Linked DNA regions of Mus musculus: region 2 is linked to region 1. Evidence: chromatin contacts called from public HiChIP or PLAC-seq data. All regions are on one chromosome and are shown on one strand. The core of a region is the stretch at or near the end of the contact, and the rest is flanking DNA. Distances in the headings are between cores, read along the strand shown.

What was found. HiChIP or PLAC-seq counts read pairs in DNA pulled down with a chosen protein or histone mark.
Region 2: an H3K27ac HiChIP or PLAC-seq map of embryonic stem cells shows a contact between it and region 1, with 3 times the contacts expected there. The contact joins two enhancer-like sites. A contact is called at or near these places in 1 of 39 promoter capture datasets (the 3T3-L1 cell line) and 4 of 115 datasets of contacts at active chromatin or transcription factors (the SCID.adh cell line, bone marrow-derived macrophages, embryonic stem cells and 1 more).

The regions. Positions count from the first base shown.
Region 1 is chr5:148,645,990-148,652,695 of GRCm38.p6, forward strand. No RefSeq gene overlaps it. Among named protein-coding and RNA genes, the nearest start is that of Gm36140, 15 kb to the left of the region's middle. Within about 2 kb of position 3,717, at least 16 of the 459 cell types and tissues checked have an H3K27ac peak or open chromatin away from gene starts, as enhancers often do. A contact at or near this core is called in embryonic stem cells, where this site is marked.
Region 2 is chr5:149,644,973-149,651,635 of GRCm38.p6, forward strand. It overlaps Gm20005 (a long non-coding RNA gene), which reads left to right. Exons shown (of 2, transcript XR_104961.3): 2 at 2,662-2,820. Among named protein-coding and RNA genes, the nearest start is that of Gm20005, 7.1 kb to the left of the region's middle. Within about 2 kb of position 4,284, at least 48 of the 459 cell types and tissues checked have an H3K27ac peak or open chromatin away from gene starts, as enhancers often do. A contact at or near this core is called in embryonic stem cells, where this site is marked.

The DNA of each region.
Region 1 (6,706 bases), core at 2,467-4,966:
AAGTATTTCTTGCCATGAACAAAGACGGGAAACGGCTGAGGATTAGAAATTGTGGAGCTCAAGCTGTGTGCTTTGCTCTAGGAATTCTTCTCAATGTCCTTAGTCACCTTTAATGACATTTCCAGTGCCCTTCAACTCTATGAAGGAGTAGATTGAAGCCCACCTTCAGTTGCTGTAATAAATCACCACAGACTGGAAATTTTAAAACAAATGGAGACTCACTCATTTCTTAGAGTTCTGGAAGTTGGGAAACCCAAGACTCAGAGGCCACTCCTTGTGAGTGACAACATTTTGCTGTACCCCCCTATGAAGGAAGACGTAACTTGGTGAGACATGGCAAACATGCCCGCTCCAGTCCTCTTCCTAAAGCCATTGATCCCATCAAGGGGCCCCACCCTTGTGGCTTCGTCTAGTTCTAATTACTTAAAGTTTTAACCCCCAAATACCATCAACATAGGAATTTTGAGATTAAGCTTCTAACACGTGAATTTAGGATAATACATTCTAACCACAGCAGGTTCAATCCTGCCCCACAGGGTGAAAAATCTGTGGATGTCCAACACCTGGACAACACTGGGAAACCCACTGCATCTTCTCCGAAGTAAAATCTGGTAAATTCTGTCACCCCGGTGTAGCTCCTGATCCCCCAGCGGAAGACCTCTTGGTCTCCGTTCACATTGATTTTGTGCAAGTCCCGCTAAGGGGCTGCATGTCTACATAGCCTGGCTCTTTCCATGTAGAAAATAAATTCAGATTCAGGAAAGCTTACAGCGATCAAGCAGTGTACTCGACTTGGGAGGAAAGCAATTGCAGGACTCAGCCGCATATTCCGGGCAAGTGTTAGCCCAGGACGCACACCAGTGTGGAGTTTGTTTAGAACACATCAGGGCAAGAGTCTGCCATGCAATCTGCAGCTCCCTAGGAAGATGAGAATGGTGTGTCCAAGTTCACCAGCCTTTCCCATTTGACCGAGACTGGGTCCTTCCAAGACAGTCCTGACAACCCTCCCTGCTGTGGGAGCACTCACTCAATAAGCATCTCCATGGTCCTCAAACTGTGTTACGTCATCAGAGGCCAGAGGGATTGTGGGAAATCATTTAGTCCAGGTTTCCAGGCCTGGGCAGAGCAGAACTCTTGAGTTACAGGAAGCTGCAAGTTTCTCTTGCTTTGCTGTATCTCCATATATGTCCTGTTATCTGTTTTACCCCTTTATTTATTGGTTATGTTTAAATTACACCAAAACTCTGCAGTCTCTCCGTACAGCCTCTCATTCCTTTGCCCAAATTATGCAAATTACTAATAACCCCTGATCTGGTCGCGGTTGTTCTTGATTGAAAAGTAATTGGGTTGTAATATGCTAACCCTTATGCTAGTTGTCCCGGAAGATGAAGAGACCTTAAAATGCACTGGAGAGCCCTTAGGTGGGCAGGATTATGGGCTGGCAAGCTGTGGAGGGAGACAACCAGAACAGGATGGAAATGCCCACATGGCCCGTAAAAAATGTGAAGATGGTGTGTGTGTGTGTGTGTGCTTTGTTTCTTTCTTTATATTTCCTCCTTACAATTTTAAAAACAACAACCACTTCTTAGGAACAGAAAGATAGCATGCTGGGTGTGGGGGTCGGGGAGCCGGAGAAGCATTTAGGGCAGAGACAGGTGAACAAAGCTGGGAGTTTTGGAGCATCTTGCAGGAGGATTATCCCTGGGGATGCTACTCAAAGGCTAGGTAGGTATGGTCTGGTCCAGACGGACCCCTGGCAGAGACCAGGAATGTTGCTGAATCAACTTGCATGTGACAGAGAGAAGAGCAAGTCTAAACTAGACCTCAGGGACAGAAATGAGGATTTGAGAATGTGGTGGAAGGAGTCAGTGAATCACAGCACAAAAACCACAAACACCACGTCATGGCTGGTCTGCATTTCTTTGACAAAGTACATGGGATAATTAAAAAATGAAGGGAGTGCCTATCACCTGCTGTCTAAAGTCCAGGCAGCTCTCTTGTCTGGGGACAAGAGTATATGAAAATGAATCTCCTGAGGAGCCTGCACTCAAGGTCTGCAGGGACCTGCAATGGGGGAGCCCTTCACTGGGCATCCTCAGTGACAAGCAGGGCAGAGGGCTAAGGTGTCAGAAGGACTGCTAAGTGCTCTGTAGAGATGCTCCCAAGAGAGTTGTGATCTCATGTTGGTGATCTCAGGGTGAGTCTGAGACAGGGCCCTCTGTTTGGGAGCTCGCTGGGACATCGCCTGCTCGACACCTTCATCCAATCGCCTCATAGGTGAGCCCTGTGGCAAATTCTGGAATTCCCCTGAAGTGGTGAACTGGCCTTTTCTTTATACTTTGGCTGTTTCCTTTGGGTCTTGAAACCCTCCAAGAAATTATCAAAGATGGAGGATTTCCTTGGCAGACTTACTTCCCCCCCCCCCCCCTAAAAGCCACTGGATATTGTCAACAGAAGAATCCTGTAACTACCAGAGAAACCGGCACCCCTGAATACCGTCAATGGAAGGAGCCACCGGCTAGGGGATATGCTAACAATGTGAATCCAGGGAAGCCACTTCAGAGCACTCTGGTGTTAGCTCCTGTTTGCTAGGAAGCTCCTGGTCCCATTGGCAAGAGGGAACGTGCATCCGGAGTGATAGCATTAGCTGTGCCAATAGACACCTCTGAAATCCCAATCAATGGGTGGAGGTGTGGACTCTGCTTCTACTCTCAAAATTAGGGCTGAAGCCAGCAAACAAACAGACAGACAACAAACAAACAAACAAACAAAATCCTTTGGAATGATCTCAAATATCAGGCGCCGTCACAGGTACAGCTAATCCATGCTCAACATGTTTCCCAGAGGGGCGGGTTTCCAGGCTGCCTGCTAACATTAATTAGCTGTTACCTGAATGCAGGAGAGGAGGGTGTTCGCTGATCACAAGTATTTTTAATTAGTTGTAGGCACAGATGTTTTTCTACCTCCCCACCCCCCCGACTTAGACTTATTTCTTTAATCACAGGTGCTGAAGCATAAAACTTCAAGAGATGAATTTCTGTAGCTACCAGCAGTATCTTCTCCTTGCCACCTATTGGATCAGCGTAAATTTTCCCAAAAGACATGCTCCCCGAAGCCCTTGGAGTCTTGATTATAGCCTAGAAGCCCCCACGCCACCCCCTACAAAAAGCCCATGTGTTGAGGGCTTGATCTCAGGATGGCACTGTGCGGAGGGGTGGAATCTTTAGAAAGGGGCACGTGGGGGAGGGGCTTAGATCATTGAGGGTGTGTCTCTTTCTTTTGCCTCCTGGATGTGAGGCCCGAGGCTTTGCTCCACTGTTGCCAAGGCTGCAATGAGCTGCCTGGTCACGTGACAGGGCCAACCCAACCATGGGCTGGAACCCAAAGTTCCAGAACTGCGGCCCAAATAAACCTTTCTGCTTTGTCTGCTTGTTATCCACAGGCATTTGTTACAGCGATGTCCCAGCCCGCAGGGCACAGTCCTCAGTCAGTTGTTTCAATGGTGGTCTTAAGTTTTCCAACGCAACCCTGTGGGGATTACGCAAGATGCCTGCGAGGCTGAAATCTGCTTTCCTAACAGGGCTCTGTGCAACCTTTATCAGTCCGCCATTTATGTCTAGAAATGTCTGTCATCCACCTTCCTCAGGCTTGGCTCGCTTGTCTTTAAAAGACACCAGGACTGAGTGTGTTCCCAGACCCCTCCTGTTATGTGCCATCAGAGATGATTGCACACTCAAGAAGAGTCACTGAGGGATGGAGGAAGGCCACCCCACCCCTGCTTGACAAACTATCCCTGTGGTTTTTTTTTTTTTTTTTTTTTTTTTTTGGTTTTGGTTTTGGTTTTGGTTTTTCAAGACAGGGTTTCTCTGTATAGCCCTGGCTGTCCTGGAACTTACTTTGTAGACCAGGCTGGCCTCGAACTCAGAAATCCGCCTGCCTCTGCCTCCGGAGTGCTGGGATTAAAGGTGTGCGCCACCACGCCCGGCTATCCCTGTGTTCTTAGTTTCATCTTTGAGTGCTTTTATTACCTCCCTTTTCTGACTGGAAAAATCCTGTTTGTTTTTTCTTCAAGGCTCCGTTCAAATGCTATCTTCTCTCTTGAGCTTTTCCAGGCTACATTCTTGGCCACACACATGTTAGACAGACGGACACATCTGTCTGTCAGGGTCATTGTGCCTGTAAAGGGCTGGTAGAGCAGTCATTACCAAGCCATTTTGAGGTAGGTCATCTGCACCATGCAAGCCAGTGAGAGGACCCAGGACGCAGCCTGTGACATTTCTTCTTTTCTCTGGATCAGACAAACCATCTAGGAATCCGCTGGCTTTTGTCTAAAGTCGGTCATAAGATTTTCACGGGAGAGATGCTCAATATCTGGAGAGGAAGGGGTTACCCCCACCCTGAAGGCACAGGAATACAGAGAATGTAAACAGCTCTTGCTGAGTCCCTCCATATAACAGTCTACTCTTCATCAAATCTAAGTACCAAGACACAAGTTTCTCTGTTTCCTCGGGTCCTCATTTCTAAGGGTTTCCACGTCCTTTACGGCTCACCTTGTTTGCTTTCCTGTGTCAATCTGCCTTTTGTCAGAAGAACCTCAGTCATCATCTAGCTGCGGGACCATAGTGGCCTAGGTTTATGAAGGACACATCGAGGGAACTTCAACCCTGGGTATCTCAAACATGAGGGTGGCAGGACTTGGCTACCTCCCTACTCCTAATCTGGCACCATAAGGCCGGCTCCCCCACCATCAACCCTAGTAAGAATGTATTACGCTGACGGTTATCAGGCCTCACTTCTTGTTTGGCCGTACAAGGTTCCCCCTCCCTCCCATCCCCCACCCATCCCCTCCCAAGACCCTAGAGCTCCTGAGTATGTAGATGAAGCATCTTCTAACACCTATTCCCTGGCCAGTGGTACACAGCCACATAACCTTGCTCCAGAGACCCTGGCCACCTCCCCAGGGGCATAAATACCATGTTCTCCCTCCCGATAAATGAACCAGTTCACTTAAGCTGTTCCTGGGCGTGTTCATTGCCAGAGACTGAGATTCCGCACTACACTAGATACTACTACTGTGTATCTAGCTAAACTTTCCTCCTTCCAGTCCATCTCTGTGCCCAGTGGATCTGGCTACCACGGAGGGAGAAGGGGCCATGGGGCCGTACCCAGCAACCGATAAGGAAGCAGTAGTATTTTTCCCCTCGCATGCACTCGTTTTCTTAGCATCCCTGGGAGAGGAAGATGAAGGGTGGCTCAATTTCGCAAAGCCCTCCGGCTGACTCAAGAGCTCAGTGCTTTGTGAATGTGTTGCATGAACACTGCGCAAACTCTCACATCTAGTGTCACATCTGCTTTTACAAGGTGTCTGCATGAGAAGTGTTGGGGAGGTCTCACAGTCAGCCAGCCACCTACCTTCTGGATTCTAAAGAGCACTGTGAAGGTCAATTCTCAGAAGCCTACACCCTATGCGCGTCTCCTTCTGAGTGCAAATTAATATGTGTGTGCATGTGTGCTTGTGCTCTCACACACACACTGCTCTCTGAACTCTGAGCAGGGGTGTAGTAGGGAGAGCTACTGTACCTGAGGGCTGTACCGAGAGTGGAGTCATCTACCTCCATACCTGGGGGACCAGAGCAGGTAAGATGGTCTCAGGAGCCAGGCCATAATATTCCCAAATGGCAGAAACTCAAGGTGTACCCTGGATGGGTCACCCCCTTGAGAGGACCAGGGACAATAGTGAGGATATCTCAGTGGTCTGTAAGCTTGCCCAGGAGCTCTGAGCAGGGCTACAGAGGGCAGAGGGCTTTCTTCACTTCCCCAAAGCTCTAGTGTCCTATTGCTTGCAGTCCAGGACACAAGTACTCAGGGACAACCCACTCCTGTCAAGCCAGCCTTCTAAGCCTTCTTCCCCGGGGCAGGTAATTTCCATGCAGAGAACAGCTGGGAAGGAATTCCTCATTTCCTTCCCGTATTCAAGAGGCTTGGGCTTCCCCCAACAGAATTCCAACCCAGCTTTTAAATCAATGACTCCAAATGCATCTGGCCATGTAGAAAGCAAAATGAATAGACAGAGTACGCCTGTCCATCCACCATTCCTGCCGACAGGCAGGCAGCTTCTGGAGTGGGGAGGGGGCCACAGGATACCTCCCCTTGCAGCGTGCCTCCATCTCCACAGCAGGAAGGAGCAACCCAGTGGCCTTACATCTAGCTTTGAAGAGAGGAGGAGAAGCTCCACCCGCACCCTCCGGAGCTTACCAGGAAAGGAGCAAGCATCACCCTGTCTAGTACTCCTGGCCACCTGGCCACTCTTCCCAATCCCAGAATTCTTTGCAGGAGACGCAACGCTCCCTGCAAGTTAGGAAGGGCTTTTGGGAAATTCAGTGTCAGGAAGGGTAAAGGGGAGTTAACAGACAAGGCCATCAAGGACACAGAAGACCTGGGGACTGTTTTCAGCAGGGCGGCCCAGGAGTCGGGAGTAAATTACGGGTGCTGTTTTCCGTGGCCCACAAATGAACGGTGTGCCCTGTTGCTTGGTCTCTCTTAGACCGTCCCTGCTGCCCCACTGACCAGGTCCAGATAAAGAAGGCCTGGTCTCTGAGGGTCAGTGGTAGAGAGCTCACCCGTCCTGTGTGGTTCAAGCGTTTTTAAGGAGACACACACCTATTGCTGTGCCAGGGAGAGACAGAGGCTTCTGTGAAGAGAGGAA
Region 2 (6,663 bases), core at 3,034-5,533, 1.0 Mb after region 1:
TTCATCACCAAAGGAAGTCAGGACTGGAACTCAAGCAGGTCAGGAAGCAGGAGCTGATGCAGAGGCCATGGAGGGATGTTACTTACTGGCTTGCTTCCCCTGGCTTGCTCAGCCTGCTTTTTTATAGAACCAAGACAACCAGCCCAGGGATGGTCTCACCCACAAGGGGCCTTTCCCCCTTGATCACTAATTGAGAAAATGCCTTACAGCTGGATCTCATGGAGGCATTTTCTCAAGGGAGGCCCCTTTCCCTGTGATAACTCCAGCCTGTGTCCAGTTGACACACAAAACCAGCCAGTACAGGAGGACAGATTCTGTTCATCTTACAGGTTACAGTCCATCATAACGGTAAATCAGGGCAGAAACTCAAGGTGGGGAGCCAGGGGCAGGAACTGAAGCAGAAGACATGGTGGAAGGTTGCTTACTGGCCTGCTCTCTCCCTCAGCTAATGTCTGATATATCCCACAGTCACCTGGCCTAGGATGGTGCTGTCCACAGTGAGCTGAGGCCTCCTACATCAATCATCAATAAAGTGCCCACCTACTTGCCAGGCAGGCTAATCTGATAGAGGAAGTTCCTCGGCTGAGACTCTTCCCAGATGAGTCTAGCCTATATCAAGTTGAGAAAACAAAACCAAACCCTGACCACCACAAGGGCCTCCATCCCCACCGGCAGCAGAGGGAGCCAGTTCTTAGAACTGCCCAAAGGTCATGTGCTGGGCTTGCACATTTGGTGTTACAATAACAATCCCTAAAGAGGATCCCTTGAGCTCTCTTGGGAGTAGACACACCGAGGTGGAGGTGTCCATTTGGGGAGCTACAACATTTTTGGTGAAAATTACTCAATTTCTGGGAAATTCATTTTAGAAAATGTGAATAAGGCCAATTGTAAAGTAATGACATGAATACCTGCCATAAAAAGGGACACAAGAAATAACAGTTACTGGGTGTGAATACCTTGACTATCAAGCTCTTGTTACCCAAGGATTGTAAGAGGAAACTTTGAAGCTATCAGCTTGTCTTCATATTGTACAATATGTTGCCCAAGTAGCAAGATTGCTCTGACATAGTGAAAATTTTCACAAATTTCAAAATGGCAAATCTGGGGGTAGAGAGATGGCTCAGTGACTAAGAGCACTGGATGCTCTTGCAGAAGACCCAGGTTTGGTTCCCAGCACTCACGTGATGGCACACAATGGTCTGTATGTCCTGTACTGACCTTTGTGGACACTGTATGCTCATGGTGCACAGACACATAAAATTCAATCTTTAAGAAAAAAAAATCTTGTCTGTTGAAATATCTTTGCAGATAATTGCAAATATTTTTGGTATCTAAGATATTTTTTCTCCCCCGCAAGATTACTAAGAACATACTAAGTCAGGTCTTAACTGCATAACCTGGAAAAGCATTACTCTTATGGCCCGTTCTCTCTTTCTCTCTCCCTCTCTCTCTCTCTCTCCCTCTCTCTCCCTCACCCTCCCTCCCTCCTTTCCTTCCTTCCTTCCTTCCTTCCTTTCTAAAAGATTTATTGTGTACACAGTATTCTGCTTTCATAGATGCCTGCACACCAGAAGAGGGCATCAGACCTCATTACAGATGGTTGTGAGCCATCCTGTGGTTGCTGGGAATTGAACTTAGGACCTCTGGAAGAGCAGTCAGTGCTATCAACCTCTGAGCCATCTCTCCAGCCCTTATAGCCTCATTTTCAACGTTGTCTTAAAATGCAGTATGTATGTGCCCCCGTGGATGGATAGCTACCCCAGGATCATAAACATTCCTGAGAGACGTACATGAATGAGCAAGCCATCTACCTCTGACTGCCCAGCTTATTCATTCATGCCTTCCCTTAACAAATGCTCGCTGAACTCCTCCCGAGAGCCCCCATCATGAAAAGGGGATGCAGCTGTTTCAAAGATAATTATCAACAACAAAAATAGCAGGCTTGCTGAGGTGAGACATAGGAAATGTGACCAGGGCATGAGTGACTTAGTGGCAGAGAGGGCTTGTGTGGCATGGAGTAAGTAAGGCTGCAGACTCTCTCTCCTGCACCAGAAAAAGGTAAGCATGGTACGATAATGAGGGAAACTACACGGAGATGCCACTGAAGCCCACAGCTTGGGGACTAGAGAGAGCTCAATTTAATTCTGACGGTGTCTGAACACCTCCATCATTTTCAACTCTAAAGGGTCTTCCCTCATCCACTCACTAAGCACATCCACTTCATACTGGGTACACATCACTGTCATTTACTTAGGCTTTTAAAAAACAAAAAAAATCTTACTCCAGTACTCTAAGGCCTGTACGCAGGAAGATTGTCTCTGAGTGTTTAAAGGCATGTAGGGGTTGGGAGGAACCTCTCTTGCATAGGCAGCAAATCCCTGGGAAATAATCATGATGGAGAGAAGATATAATGAATATGGACAAGCCTTTACTTTAAACCTGTCCTGAAAAAAAATTATACAATGAAGATATCTGTCAGCTTGTGATTGCTTGTGTTAGTTTGTTTCTTTGTTTCCAATTAGTTCCTCCTCGGGGTAATCTGGAAGAAGCTGGTTGGAGTCTGGGCTGGTGTCTGTAGCTGGCTAGCCCATCCTTGTTGTCATGCCAACATGGTGGTTTTTTTTTTTTTTTTTTTTTTTTTTTGTCCAACTGTTTCTGCAGAAGAGTGAGCCGCTGTCCCCTACTTCAAGCCACTTGTACCTCTGATCCACACCCAAGCACCACACCAAAGCAAGAAGGATGAGCTTCAGTTTCGAAGGCGCCAGCCACAAATGAGAAAGTCACCTGGCCCGCAAAATAAATTCCTGTCAAAGCACTTATGAGGCAAGAGTAAACTTGATTCCGTTTGAACTAGAGCACAGGAGGGTAAATAAATTGTGGAATTGAGCATCTTTATGCAGAGAGTCAGAGTCCCGGAGATGTGAATTTATTTTCTTTGCCACTCAGGGGAGCCAGAGACTCATGAACATCACACTCAAGCTGCCAAAGAGGCAGAGAAGCAGTGTTTCTCTTTGGACTTAGTCACTGGTGACAAAAACCCAAGCAAACAAAGAAACAGAAGCAAGATGCAACAATAACAACCACAGCAAAAAACAACGACAATAGGAATGGGCATTGATTGTTATGCCCAGAGGTTGGAGAGAACACTTGGTTTAGCCTCAGCCTTGTTTCCCCAGGGGCTCAGGGCTTGCTCAGTCTCTCTGTGTGTCCATTTCTTGGCTGAGGTATACTCTGCTGGTTTCATTCCGAGGAGCACCTGAGGAACATGAATTTTACAGCCTTGAAGACAGGGGCAAGCATGTGTCACCTGCTTCCCCTCGTGTCACAAGGACACCTGGTGCATGCACGGGTAGGAATGTTAACCTCAGAGGACCTCAGGAACCCTGCCAAATGGTTTGGAGTGGTGCCACAGAGAGAGAGAGAGAGAGAGAGAGAGAGAGAGAGAGAGAGAGAGAGATCCAGGGTTGTTGACTGGGTGAAGTGATAACATCTCAGTCCACTGCCTGAGTACCAAGCCTGTGTTTTCAGAACCTCTCAAGAGCCCTCATAAATAGACGCCTTCCATTGAGAAGGCAAGGCTGAATCCACCACAGGCTTCAAATAGCAAGCAGTTAAGGAGACTAGGTCTAAAAACCCACTTCATGCAGCTAGTCAGAAACTGCCCCACCACCTGGCCTGAAACAAGGATAATGGGTCAGGAGTTTCCAGCCAGCACCCACAACCCATTAACGGAATGTCCTTAGAGATAGTGCAAGACAAAGCCTACCTACTGGGGGATTCTCCTAAGGTGCTTTAAATGGGCCTTAGAGCTCACTTCAGGGTCTCTCTATCTTGGTAATGGGAGATCCCAGCATGCTGCACTTCTACAGAATGAAACACTCTTTTCATTTACATACTGTTTGAGTCCTGGGTATCATTCTTTGGCTAATGGTGGACCCTTCCACCATGATCAACCCCAGTTTACAGAGGAGAGTGAGGCCCTGCTGCACTCAAGGGTTTCCATAAGGAGTGTGTGTGAGGGGTGGAGTTAAGTTTGAGCTCTGAAGCCTTGGCTGGAACAAAAGGGGAGGAGGGGAGGGACAGGTTGGGTGAGGACCAGGGACAGGCAGGTGTGGGAGGTAGGAGGAAGCGCCTTGGAGGAATGGTTACCACCGTTTCTGGATAGGTAAATTTAAGAGACAGTGACATCTAGGTCCCGTTTGCGGCAGAGACCAGTGGCTGATAGTCGGCAACTTGTGGAGTTGAGATAGGACAAAGCTTCTTGAGTCTGGGTGGGGTCTCTCAAAGAACAAACAGTACTTCACCCTGGAGACAGCCAAGCTTTGGAGGCTGCTTTCACAAGATAAGTCCAGTCCCAGGAGGCTCGTTATCCACTGGGGGCTTTAGTCTTTTTACCCAATCTCTCTGGTAATGAGACCAAGCACAGTCCTTGTGTGTGTGTGTGTGTGGGGGGGGTGGATATTACACAGAGTTCCCAGTGGGGACAAGGACCTAACACAGATGGCTGAGCAGGAAGCAGGGATGGAGAAGCTGGAGTAGGTGGGAGAATGGTATTCACTGTTCTTAAGGGTTTGGTTTTAAGCTGTGAGCCCAAGGGCTCCGGAAAACGAGGGATTGTAACAAGAAAGCTGGTGCCCCAGTTTCTCCTTGAACGTAAGAGAATGTTCTAGGCACCTGTGCAGTGGGGAAGGAGATAACAGGGACCAGAGTGACCTGGCCACAGATGAAAGCTGCAGCCAAAAGAACCTTGGCCTCGCTCATAAAAATGTAATCAGTCTCTGACTTGACTCTTGTTCCTGCAGACTCATAGGCTGGCTCCATGGTAATTGCCTTTATGCTATTTGTACGCCCTGGCTTTCTTTTGATTTTACTTAAGAGTTCTGAAATATACACTGCTTCCATCGTCATTAAAAAAAAAAGACAAAGAAGAGGGAGTTGGATGACCTTTATAAATCGTATAGAGTCGACGGCTTTTAGATGGCACCGAGCACCCGCCCCTACCCCCACCCCCTCAGCCTCCGCCTGGCCTTGGCACAGCCACCTCTGTTAGTTTCTATGGAGAGGGAAGCAAGTCAAATAGCTCAGAACTGTTGCTTCCAATTGCAGTAAGGATGTCTTATATGGCGGTCCAGGGGTCCCACCTAGGTTAGCAGCAGACCTGGGGGGCTTCTTTTCCCTGCATTTATCACTCCCCTGTCTGCGATGCGCAGCCATCGAGTGTCCAGCAAGTGCCTGCTAAGTGGCAGACATTGTTTTGTGCACTGGCTCTCGAGTGGGAAACAGTGCAGACAAAGATGTCTGCCCTTGTGTGAATATTACAGAAAAAGAAGGAACGGCTTACATTGAGTGCTGTGCAGAAACTAAAGTGGAATGCTGGGGGAGGGGTGTGTGTGTGTGTGTGCACACGCAAGGGTGGGGGAGAGGTCACTGTGTGCACTCCTGCTTTAAATAAGGGGGTGCCCCATGAGCAGAGCCCCTGAGCAAGTGAGGGAATGACAGCCTGCTTTCTGGAGGAAGTCTTAGCAGTAGGGAAACACTCAGTAGCCCTGACTGACATGTTTTCTGTGTTTCTCAGTCTGCTCTGGACAGAGGCAACTGCAGCAGCGATAGATGGTGTACTTGATCCAATTTAAACTTACCCTTGTCTAGCTTATGAATGAATGAGACTCAGACTATGGTTATTTTATTTGGCTTTGACAATTACTGGGGTTTGGGGCAGGGGTGGGGGGACGGTTGTCACCCCTGTTCTGCTTTTCTAACTGCTGGCTACTTCCCCAGCGGTGCACCTGAAATACTTGCTGTTTCTCCTGGCCGTGTGCTCGTGGTCCATCTCCTCTTGTGGAAGCTTTTTCCTGTCTGTCTGTCTGTCTGTCTGTCTCTGTCTTCCTTTGTCTCTCTTTCTCTCTGTCTCTCTCATCCTTCTTTTCTCTCTCTCTTTTTTTTGTCTGTAACCTCCAACCAGGTAATTCCACCCCCCTCTAGTTCCCCTCCCCCCCAATACTTGTCTGTAGAAGTTGTGTTTTTCTTTTGTTTTTTTGTTTCTTTGTTTGTTTGTTTTTGCGGGGGATTTCAAGACAGTTTCTCTGTGTAGCCACAGCTGTCCTGGAACTCACTCTGTAGACCAGGCTGGCCTTGAACTCAGAAATCCGCCTGCCTCTGCCTCCCAAGTGCTGGGATTAAAGGCGTGCACCACCACCAACTGGCTTTTTTTTTTTTTTTTTTTTTAAGATTTATTTATTTATTTATTTATTTATTATATGTAAGTACATTGTAGCTGTCTTCAGACACACCAGAAGAGAGAGTCAGATCTTGTTACGGATGGCTGTGAGCCACCATGTGGTTGCTGGGATTTGAACTCTGGACTTTCGGAAGAGCAGTCAGGTGCTCTAACCCACTGAGCCATCTCACCAGCCCTTTTTTTTTTTTAAGGTTCATTTATTTATTTTATGTATCTGAGTACACTGTTCCTCTCTTTATGCATACTAGAAGAGACCATCGGATCTCATTATAGATGGCTATGAGCCACCATGTGGTTGCTGGGAATTGAACTCAGGACCTCTGGAAGAGCAGTCAGTGCTCTTAACCACTGAGCCATCTCTCCAGCCCAGAAGTTTTTATTTAACCTATAGTATTAAATTAAGAAACAAAGTTTGTACAACAAAA